2 separate regions of the Sus scrofa genome follow, and region 2 is linked to region 1. Evidence: chromatin contacts called from public HiChIP or PLAC-seq data. All regions are on one chromosome and are shown on one strand. The core of a region is the stretch at or near the end of the contact, and the rest is flanking DNA. Distances in the headings are between cores, read along the strand shown.

Evidence for each region. HiChIP or PLAC-seq counts read pairs in DNA pulled down with a chosen protein or histone mark.
Region 2: an H3K27ac HiChIP or PLAC-seq map of alveolar macrophages shows a contact between it and region 1. The contact joins the promoter of ZZEF1 here to the promoter of ATP2A3 in region 1. A contact is called at or near these places in 1 of 5 promoter capture datasets (liver) and 1 of 2 datasets of contacts at active chromatin or transcription factors (alveolar macrophages).

What each region holds. Positions count from the first base shown.
Region 1 is chr12:50,011,599-50,016,512 of Sscrofa11.1, reverse strand. It overlaps ATP2A3 (sarcoplasmic/endoplasmic reticulum calcium ATPase 3), which reads left to right and starts at 2,507. Exons shown (of 21, transcript XM_021067692.1): 1 at 2,507-2,821. The coding sequence starts at 2,704.
Region 2 is chr12:50,153,188-50,158,285 of Sscrofa11.1, reverse strand. It overlaps ZZEF1 (zinc finger ZZ-type and EF-hand domain-containing protein 1), which reads left to right and starts at 3,028. Exons shown (of 56, transcript XM_021067699.1): 1 at 3,028-3,404. The coding sequence starts at 3,051. LOC100520452 (neuferricin) reads right to left here and starts at 3,070. Exons shown (of 4, transcript XM_021067695.1): 1 at 2,821-3,070. The coding sequence starts at 3,052.

The DNA.
Region 1 (4,914 bases), core at 1,258-3,757:
CACAATGCTGTGGCTGTGGTCCAGGCCAGCAGCTACAGGTCTGATTTGACCCCTAGCCTAGGAACCTCCATATGCCGTGGGTGCAGCCCTAAAAAGATGAAAAAAAGAAAAAAAAAAAAAAAGAAGAAGAAGCCAGGCCATTAAATGGTCAGTCAGGGCTCTCAGGGTCCCAGCCCTGCCTCTGCGATCTGCCTTCCTGGTCCCTGTGTTCACGTTCTCATGATGCAGCCATGCTGAGGGATTGAGTCATGGTCCCTGGCAGACAACCGAGGTTTGCCTCTGCCTGCAACACCCTCATCTTCATGTGTCCAAATCCTTCCAGCAAACACCTACCTTCCCCCCATGTTCCCCCCGGCCCCTCTGCCTCCTGCCGGGGAGGTGATAAATTCTGCCATTATCTGCACTGTGGGGGATTTAGAAAGAGCTCTCAGTACGTGGCTCTCAGTACCTGGCTCTCAGTACCTGGCAGCTGGGAGGTGGGGAGGCCAGACCAGCTCTTTGGACAGCAAACTTGGGGCCATGTCACCCTGGCCCCCAGCTGTTTGTCTAGGTGCAGGTAGAGGGCTCAATGGGGGCATACGAGCAACTGAGCAGGTACATGAGTCTGTGGGAGCTTGGAGGGATGCCCAGTTGTCCTGGGGGCAGCCGAGCAGGTGGGCCTGCTGACAGGTGTGTGCACCTGCCAGGTGGGGGCCAGAGTTGCCGACAGCTGTCGGCCCTGCCTGCGGTGGTTTGGAAGCAGCATGGGGCGGGCTGGGCTGGAGAAAGGGAACAGAGGCCAGGCTGCCAGAGCAAACAGGCAGGCCTGGCTCTACCTTTGAGCAAACACCAACTGACAGCGGAAGGTGGGGTGGAGGGGAGAGGCTTAATGTTAAGGTCCCTAGGGCTGGCAAAGGGGAGTCAGCCCCCAGGATGTGTAAGTGGGGAAGCAGGAAGGGCTTTCCAGCTGTTTGAGGGACTAGGGCCTCATGTCTCTGGGAGAGAGGTCTCCTGTGGGGAGGGGGAGGGCTCTGTCCCCACCAAGTCCTGGCTAACAGTTCTCCTGGCAACTTAGAGATACCGGTAGGGCTGTCTTTGCCATCTGCAGTGGTGGAGGAAGAGCGCGGAAATACGGGGTATATGGGACTTGAGATCTAAAGCGTCAGGTTGCAAGGAGCCCCAGAAGACCAGTATTCACTGCCTCCACGGCTGCAGGCTGAGCCCCAGCTGATGCCCCTGGAGTCAGTCTGGATGGCCTGTCACAAGCAGCAAAGGGCTGGACTATTCCATCCGGCTAGAACTCACTGAGTGTGTCCATGCGCAATGAGGCGTGGGGGAGGGGAGACAGAGGAGGAGGACCATGGCCCCAGGCTGGGGCAAGACATCGGGAACTGGGGGGACACTGGGCAGGGGTCGGCGGCAGGTGGCCAGGCTGGATGCTGGGGCTCCTGTGTGCTGGGGGAATGTGTGCGGTCCCCGTCTCTGAGGAGGCTTTGGGGCTGCGAGGCGTCCGGTTTGAACAGCAGGCTAAGGGAGCTCAATCCTGGAATCTGACCTTGTGCCACCAAGGTGAATCCCAGAGGCCTGGGCAGCACAGGCCCACCTGCTGGGGGGAAGATGGTGGGTCGCCTGAGACGGGGTGGGTCTCTCAAACTGGAGGGTGTGAGCAGACTGCTGCCTTTCGCTCCTCCTTTTGGCAGGATGAGTGGTTTCCGCCTCCCCACAGCTTGCTTCCCTGACCTGCAGCCCCTCCTCCTGGCTCCCCTGGACAGACTGGAGCTCAGGGAGCACTGCAGTGGGAGCCCCTTAGTCCCTTCCCTATCCTGGGCCAGAGTGGCTCTCCATGGGGGCCCTGGGGGCCCTGGCCAGAGGCCCCACACCCTCAGGCTTCTGGAGGCAGCCCCACCCCACCTGGCAGCTACATTTCCTGCTGAGGTGAGGGTGAGTCTAAGGTAACAAGACTGGTTTACTTTGGTATATACTGGTTCATTGTTAGAGGTCCTGGTTGTGCGGGGAATAACCGCTCATCGCTGGGCTTTAGGATAACGATAAAGAAACCAGAAACTTCCAAAGAAGAAAACATCAAGTCATCTCCTCCAGAGGAGGCCTGCTTAGGGTTAGGGTTTGGGGGTTCCCTCTAGACCCAGAGTCGCACTTGGCAGAATTCGAGTCGGGGGGGGGGTAGGAAGCCCCACTACGTACAGGTCCATTCTGCCACCGCCCGGGACCCAAGAGGGCGCCTAAGAAGGCCGCTCAGAGGCCAGTGCTCTGCAGCTCCCTTCCGTTCTCCGCCCCGGCACCCCACGTCCCTCACCGCCAGCTCGGTGGACAGCGGCTGAGGCCCTTCCGGACCACACGGCCTCGGCTCCCCCAGCCTCAGCTGTGCGTGGGCGGCCTCAGTTCCCCCTTCTGCGGAATGGGCGGGCAGCCCAACCTCCGCGCCCAGGGGCGTTGCGGGGGCGGGGCGGAGGGCTCCGAGGGCGGCCGGAAGGGGTGTGAGTGCGGGGGCGGGCCCCGCGCCGCCCCGCCCCGGGGAGGGAGCCCGGGGCGCAGCATCCTGGCGCGGGCTCCTGCCGCCGCCGCCACTGCCGTCGGGGAAGGTCCCAGCGCGGTCATGGCCTCGCGCGGCGCCCGCCCGGGCCCGAGCCCCCAGTGCCCCGCGCAGTAGCCCCGCGGCGAGGCGGCCCGGACGGTGCCGACGGCTCAGACGGACGGGCGGGCGGCATGGAGGAGGCGCACCTGCTCCCGGCCGCGGACGTGCTGCGTCGCTTCTCGGTGACGGCCGAGGGCGGCCTGAGCCCCGCGCAGGTGACACGCGCGCGAGAGCGCTACGGCCCCAACGGTGAGAGCGCGGCCCGGGCGGGGGCAGCGGGGGCCCCGCGCGCCGCAGTCTCAGTTTCCCCCCAGGCACCTCGGCCGCGGAGCTGTCCTCTCCCCTCCGAGCCATATGCCCCCGCGGGCGGGCGGGCAGGAAGCGAGGGCTCCGGAAACCTCTGCAGATGCTCTTGGGGCTCCCGGAGGGCTGCGCGGCACCTTGGCGGGGGAGGAGGGTACGGGTTCCGGGTTCGGAGACCGGACGCCCGCTCCCCCGCCCGGCTCTCCTCCCTCCAGGCCCAGGGACCAGTGAGGCCCTTCCGGGCTTCCCACCTCTATCCGCGTCCGCGTCCACTCGGGCAGGCCTTAGCTCACCCCCACCGGCCGTCAGCGCTGCATCCCCGCGCCGCCGCCACCCGCCCTGCCAGCATCTTGCAGGTGCACGCACAGGTCGGCTGGCGACAGACCAGCCAGGGATTCCTGAGGCGCAGCCTGCCAGCTGACCCCGCAGGGCTCTCCTGCACTGGGGACTCAGTGAAATACCCAGAAGGTGCAGACTGTCAGCTGGCAGCCTTGGGGCCTCCACCCCCACCCCAGGTCTTCCTCTTTCTGCAGCCCCAGGCGGATGTGGCTGGCGGGAGTTGGTGGGGGCTTTGAACTGCAGAGGCGGGAGACCCACCTCCGGGGGGCGGGGGTAGGGGGAGGTGGCAGGTTCAAGGCCTCACTGGGGGAGTTGCCTGGAAGGCCTTTCCTTCCTGGGTGACCTGGAGCCACGCCTGCCCATCTCTGGGCGGAGAGGGAGCTTTCACGCTGTTGCTTTTGGGGTGGGAAAAGCGTCCTTCTTCGTCATGTTTAAAGGAGTGTGGGATTCCCCACCTGCCAGGAGGCACAGCTAGTGCCAGCATCGTCCCCGTGTGACCCTGAGAGGGTAGAAGATGTAGACTCCCTCCCCGAGTTGCTTCCCGGCAGGATTTGCCACCCCCTTCGCCCTCCCCAGGGCACTGGGCAGAGTGCTAGGGGCGGGGAGAGAAATGTCGCCTGCATCCCCAGAGTGCAGCCGGGACCTGCATCCGTTCAGGACTCAGGGTCTCACCCTCTCCGGGTTCCCAGCCAGCCAGAAGGAAGGTTCTCTGGCGCGAGGGTCTCACTGCTCAGTGCCGGCTTGAAAATTACGAAGAGCTGTCAAAAAGGGAGCTTTGGGTTTTGTATTGGTTTATGACAACCACCTCTTGTATAAATATTATCTTTCTGGAGCAGAAATCCTTTTTCAAAAAAATTAGTTGCTATATTTAGTTGAGCTGTGGGAGGAACTAGGGAGATAAATATTATTTAATATCCCCCATTCGTGACTTGGCAGAGAGGGTTCCTTGCTGCAAGAGGGCAGGGCAGCAGGTCTGGGGTTCCAGCGCCTCCTCTGTGGCCTCCAGCTTGGGAGTCCTGATTCCCAAGGGAAGCTGGAGACCCGGGGCTTTGTTTTGCCTCCCAAATCACACAGATGTTGCCCTGCATTACCCTGGCCACACCCTTCTCCTTTCTGGCCCCCATGTCTTCATCAGTCCAGCAGAGGGGAAGCTGGCTGGGGAGGAGGGAGCCTCTGGTTCGCCCCTGCGCTCTTTCCTCTGGTTGTTTCTTTGGGGGGATGCCCTGGCCACTGAGCATCTCTGTGAGGTGACGGATCAGGATGGCACTGGAGGAGGGTGGCAGGAAAAGATGGGGGGCTGTTCCCGAGCTCCCCTGGTTCCTCTGTGCTTTGACAATAGTAAAAAACAGCTAGTGTTCAGTGGGACCAGGCCAGACCCGGGTCTTAGCACTTTTCATCTCTTATCTTGTTTCTTCCCCCAAACAACCGTTGTCACCCTCATTTTACAGAAGAGATGACTGAGGCCCCAGATTAGATAGCTTACCCCAAGTCACACAGCAAGTGGTACTGGGTGCCCGCCCCTCTCTGGGCCTCAATTTCCCTAGAGGTCCCAGGTTCTGCAGGCTCTGGGACCCTGGTGTTGGGGTCGGTACTCGGAGCCCGGGTAGCTCCACAGGAGCTGTTCCAGCCTCGGACGCACGCCAGTGCTCTGGAAGTTGTCAGGTGAGGGGAAGGGAGCCAGCTGCCCCTTCCTGCTTCAT
Region 2 (5,098 bases), core at 1,779-4,278, 140 kb before region 1:
TCCTTAACCCACTGAGCGAGGCCAGGGATCGAACCCATGTCCTCATGGGTCCTAGCTGGGTTCATTAACTGCAGAGCCATGAAGGGAATGCCATTGTGCCTGATTTTTGGTAAATTCTCAATAAAATACTGACTGAATGAAACCCGCTCATTTAGAATCACTTGGTTTTCAATATGAGTATCAATTCAATGAGGAAAAGAATAGTCTTCACAGCTAATGGGGCTTGGATAACTGAACAGCAACATGCAAAAGAATGAAATTACCACACACCATATATAAAATTGTCTCAAATCAATATGAGTTAAAACTATCTCTTACAAGAAAACATAGGCGTAAATCTTTGTGACCTTGGATGAGGCAATGGTTTCTTAGGACACCAAAAGCACAAGCAATCGCAGGTAAAATAAACTGGATTTGGTGAAAAATTTTATATTTTGTGCATTAAAGGATACTGCAAGAGAGTGAAGGCCCGAAACCATAAAACTCCCATGAGAAAACATAGGCAGTATGCTCTTTGGCATTGGTCTTAGCGTTATTTTGGGGAATATGTCTCCTCAGGCAAGGGAAACAAAAGCAAAACTAAACAAAGGAAACGACTTCAAACTTTTGCACAGCAAAGGAAACTATCAACAAGATGAAAAGGCAGCCTACTGAAAGGGAGAAGATATTTGCAAGTAATACATCTGAAAAAGGGTTAGTATCTAAAATATACAAAGAACTCATATAACTCAACATCAACCCCCCCACCCCCCCCAAAAAAAATCTTGCAAGTTAAGCTTTGTCATGGCTCTAGTTATTGCTGTGGATCCCTGGCCTGGGAACTTCTGCATGCTCTAGGAGTGGCCAAAAAGAAAAAGAAAAAGGCAGAGGACATGAAGAGACATTTTTCCCAAAGGATACTCAGCATCACTAATCATTAGGGGAATGAAAATCAAAGTCAGGAGATATCGCCTCACCCCTGTCAAAATGGCTATTATCAAAAAGAAAACAAATAGGAGATCCCGTTATGTCTCAGCAGGTTAAGAACCCGACTAGTATCCATGAGGATGCAGGTTCAATCCCTGGCCTTGATCAGTGGGTTAAGGATTCAGTATTGCCACAAGCTGCAGCATAGATCACGAATGTGGCTCAGATTCCACGACGTGGCTGTGGCAAAGGCTGGCAGCTGCAGCTGATTCTACCCCTAGCCTGGGAACTTCCATATGCTGTGGGTGTGGCCCTAAAAAAGAAAAAAAGTAGGTTATTTGTTGCCAGGGGCATAGTAGGAGGAAATGGGGAATGACTCCTAACAGATAAGGAGTATCTTTGGGGGATGATAAAAAATGCTCTGGAATTAGTTAGTGGTGGTGTTTGCACAACTTTCTATGTTAAAAACCACTGATGGAGCTCCCACAGTGGTGCAACGGGATCAGCCATGTTCCTGCAGTACCAGGACAAAGGATCTATCCCCCTCTGGGCACAGTGGGTTAAAGTATTTGGCCATTGACACAGCTGGAGTTGATCCTTGCCCTGGGAGCTACATATGCCGCCAGGCAGCCAAAATGAAAACAAAAACACACTGAATTGTACTCTCTTAAAAAGGATGGATTTTACTTATTTATTGGCCATGCTCACTGCATTGAGAAGTTCCTGGGCCAGGGAATGAACCTGCACCACAGCAGTGACCCCAGCCACAGCAGTAGCAAAGTGGGATCTTCAACCACCAGGCCACCAGGGAACTCTGATAAGCTTTTTCAAGGAAGGCAGACAAGTACGTCTATACTAGAAGCAAGAACGATTCAAGCTTCTTAGGGAAAATTTGGAGTGGGGTGAAAGAAAAGTCACTTTGGATTGGAACACACTATAGAAATGATTAATCAGCAGGGCAACTCTGAGGGCAGGGCCAGGGCCTCACTCATCTCTGCCTTGAGAGCTAGGCAATGTGGCACAAAGTAGGTATTCTACTGGCGGTGAAAGAGTGAACAACAGGCAAGAGATGTATTTGTTCAACCTAAGTCACGAAGAGCGGTGGGGAGACAGGACAGAGGCAGGTAACAGGTGCCCACAGTCCTGCCAGAGTCAAAACAGACCAGAACGATGATGTATCTGAGAACGGCCCCCAAAGTGGTCTGACAAATGTGGGTAGGAAAAAAAAAAGCAGATGAATAAACGAAGGAACGAATGAATGAGTGAATGAATGAAACGCAGTCGGCAACCCGCCCGCGTCGTAGCAGGAAACGGCGGGAGCCGCCCGGCTAATACCTGCGAAGCCGCTATACGGGGCCCCAGGTTCGTAGTGCCTCCGGCCAGAGGACACATCGTAGACGCGGCCGAGCAAGGCCAAGTAGAGGCCAGGGTCCCCAGGGCGGCCGCGATAGCGGGCCAGCTCCTCGGGTATGAAAAGGCGGAAGTCAGCGCGGGGACTCCACCAGCCTGTCAGCCGAGCGATCATCGCCGCCACCGCCGCCGCGGCCAGGCCCAGCCAGAGCCCACGCCCGCCGAGCCTCGGCATTTAGACAGCTGTACCCCTCCGCTGCTCCGAAGTTGCCACCTCCGTCCACAACCAAGATGGTGGAGGAGCCGCCGCAACGTCATCGGCGCGACGCGCGCTCTCCCGTGTCCTCCTGTCGTTAAGGGGACCACGGAAAGGGAAGTCTTTGGCAAAAGCGTCACTACTTAGCTCCAACTCTTTCTCGTACTTTACCAGCATAGGTAGTGAACGTGGAACGATACCGAGAAAGTGAGCAGCGACAAGCTTTCTGGGCCCTCAAGTTGCCGCCCCCAACAAAGATGGTGGCAAAAGGAGGCTGGGGGATGACGTAGACATAACTGGAGACGCACCCTCCTGGAAATCCGGCTGTCCTCGGTTAGCTGTTTCACGACAGCCGGTGGAGTCCGCCTGACGGCGTCGTTGCGACAGTAGTCCTCGCTTGTGGGCGAGGAAGCCGGAAGCCGCAGCCGCCGCCGTCGTCCCCTCCCCGTCCCCGCCCGCCGGGTGCCGTCGGAGGTTGACAGGTCGTGGCGGGGAGGCGGCGGCGGCGGCCGAGCCGGGCGCCCGAGGCGGAAACCCCATGGGGAACGCTCCGAGTCACAGCAGTGAAGACGAGGCGGGAGCCGCCGGGGGCGAAGGCTGGAGCCCGCACCAAGACTGGGCCGCGGACTCCGGCACGACCCCCGGCCCGGGCCCCGCGGCCCCGGCGCTGCCCCCGGCCGCGGCTCTGCTGGAGCCGGCTCGGCTGCGAGAGGCGGCGGCTGCGCTGCGGCCCACCCCACCCTGCGAGTCTCTGGTGTCTAGGCACCACGGCGCGCTGTTGCGCTGGCTGGAAGAACGGCTGGGCCGCGGCGAGGAGTCCGTCACCCTGGAGCAGTTCCGGGAGGTGCTGGAGGCTCGTGGCGCCGGCTGCTCGGGCGAGCAGTTCGAGGAGGTCAGGGCTGACTGGAGATTGTGGGGCGGGGGCAGGGGCAGTCATCCCCAAGGGCGTGAAGAGGTGGGTGGTGGCTTTGGAGAGCCTAGGCGGGAATCCATAGGGTCTGCAGGTTCTGAAACTAGGAGCAAGGGTGTGCCGGGACCTATACTGGCGCTTCCAGCCTGCTCGAGCGGGTCGACTGTGAATCTCTTTAACCTTTACTGGGCATGTAGAAAGCCTAGGTCGTTCTTACTCAGAAGTACTGACCAAGCCTAGATGTGTCTGCATGTTGCTGTAGTACAGACCTTTGCGCTGTCCCCTGACACTGGTTCAGCTGCCCTCTGGAGCTTAGTGATCATGCTCCAGAATGGTTTAAGATGTGGTGCAGGGATCAAGGGAGTGGCCATGAGAACCATTCTGTTTTATAGGCTCGTGGGTTTTTAGCCCGCACCTTCCAAATCCAGTGTGGGGGCCCAGCAAATGTGGGAGGAGAGTAACATTTACTGGAAAAATTCACATTCTGAAAGGCACTCTCACCACAAAAACTGGCTTTTCCAAAACACATGTTAGCTTTTAGGTTTTTGAAGAACCATGTTTTAGACTCTCTTAAATGTCCCTCGAACCTAAAACTGATAGGCAAATACCAGGTTTCATGTGACTACTTGTAATTGTACAGTTTGGGGCATAATCATCAACGTCATCTCTGCTAAGTGATGAACAGTGAATTGATTCGGCAAGAAAATGTTTTCCTTAGAAGAGATCTTGGCAATTATCTATACCAAACACTTCATTTTATTTTATTTTTTTAGGGCCGTATCCTCGTCATGTGGAAGTTCCCAGGCTAGGGGTCGAATCGAAGCTTCAGTTGCCAGCCTACACCACAGCCAGAGCAATGTTGAATCCGAGCCTTGGCTGTGGTCTACACCACAGCTCACAGCAACGCCAGGTCTCGGACCCCACTGAGTGAGGCTAGGGATCAAACCCGCATCCTCATGGATACTAGTCAGGTTTTTCTGCTGTGCCACAATGGGAACTCCCCCAAACACTTCATTTCAGAGTTTAAAAGAGAACTGATCTAGGCTTGCCCTGTGAATCAGTTGACAAAACTGAAACTGTCACTCAGATTTCTTGGGGAGTTTTTTGGTTTGTTTGTTTGTTCTGTGTCCTGCTACCTCCTTCCTGGGCCCTGCTTCTTTCTTTCTCTCTCTCTCTCTCTCTTTTTTTTTTTTTTTTTTTTTTGTCTTTTGTCTTTTTTATGGCCACACCCGCAGCATATGGAGGTTTCCTAGGGGTAATCGGAGCTACAGCTGCCAGCCTACACCATAGCCACAGCAAGGGCAGATCCGAGGCACGTCTGCAACTTACACCACAGCTCATGGCAACGCTGGATCCTAAACCCACTGAGCGAGGCCAGAGATCGAACCCACACCTTCATGGTTCCTAGTAGGATTCGTTTCTGCCATGCCACGACGGGAACTCCCCTGGGCCCTCTTTCTACAGTGTAGTAGCAAAAAGGTGCTTAATTTGTCAGAATGGGTAAACTACGTAGTATATTCAGTGTCAATGAAAGGTGAACATGTAAAGCAGTAAACTGACAGGTTCTCAAGATGCCATTCAAAAGTGATGTACACTTTCAAACCAGAGGTTTTTTAAAATACTTTAAGAATGTTTTCCTCCTCGTGGCCAGACTTCAGGTAATGTGGTTTGTTTCT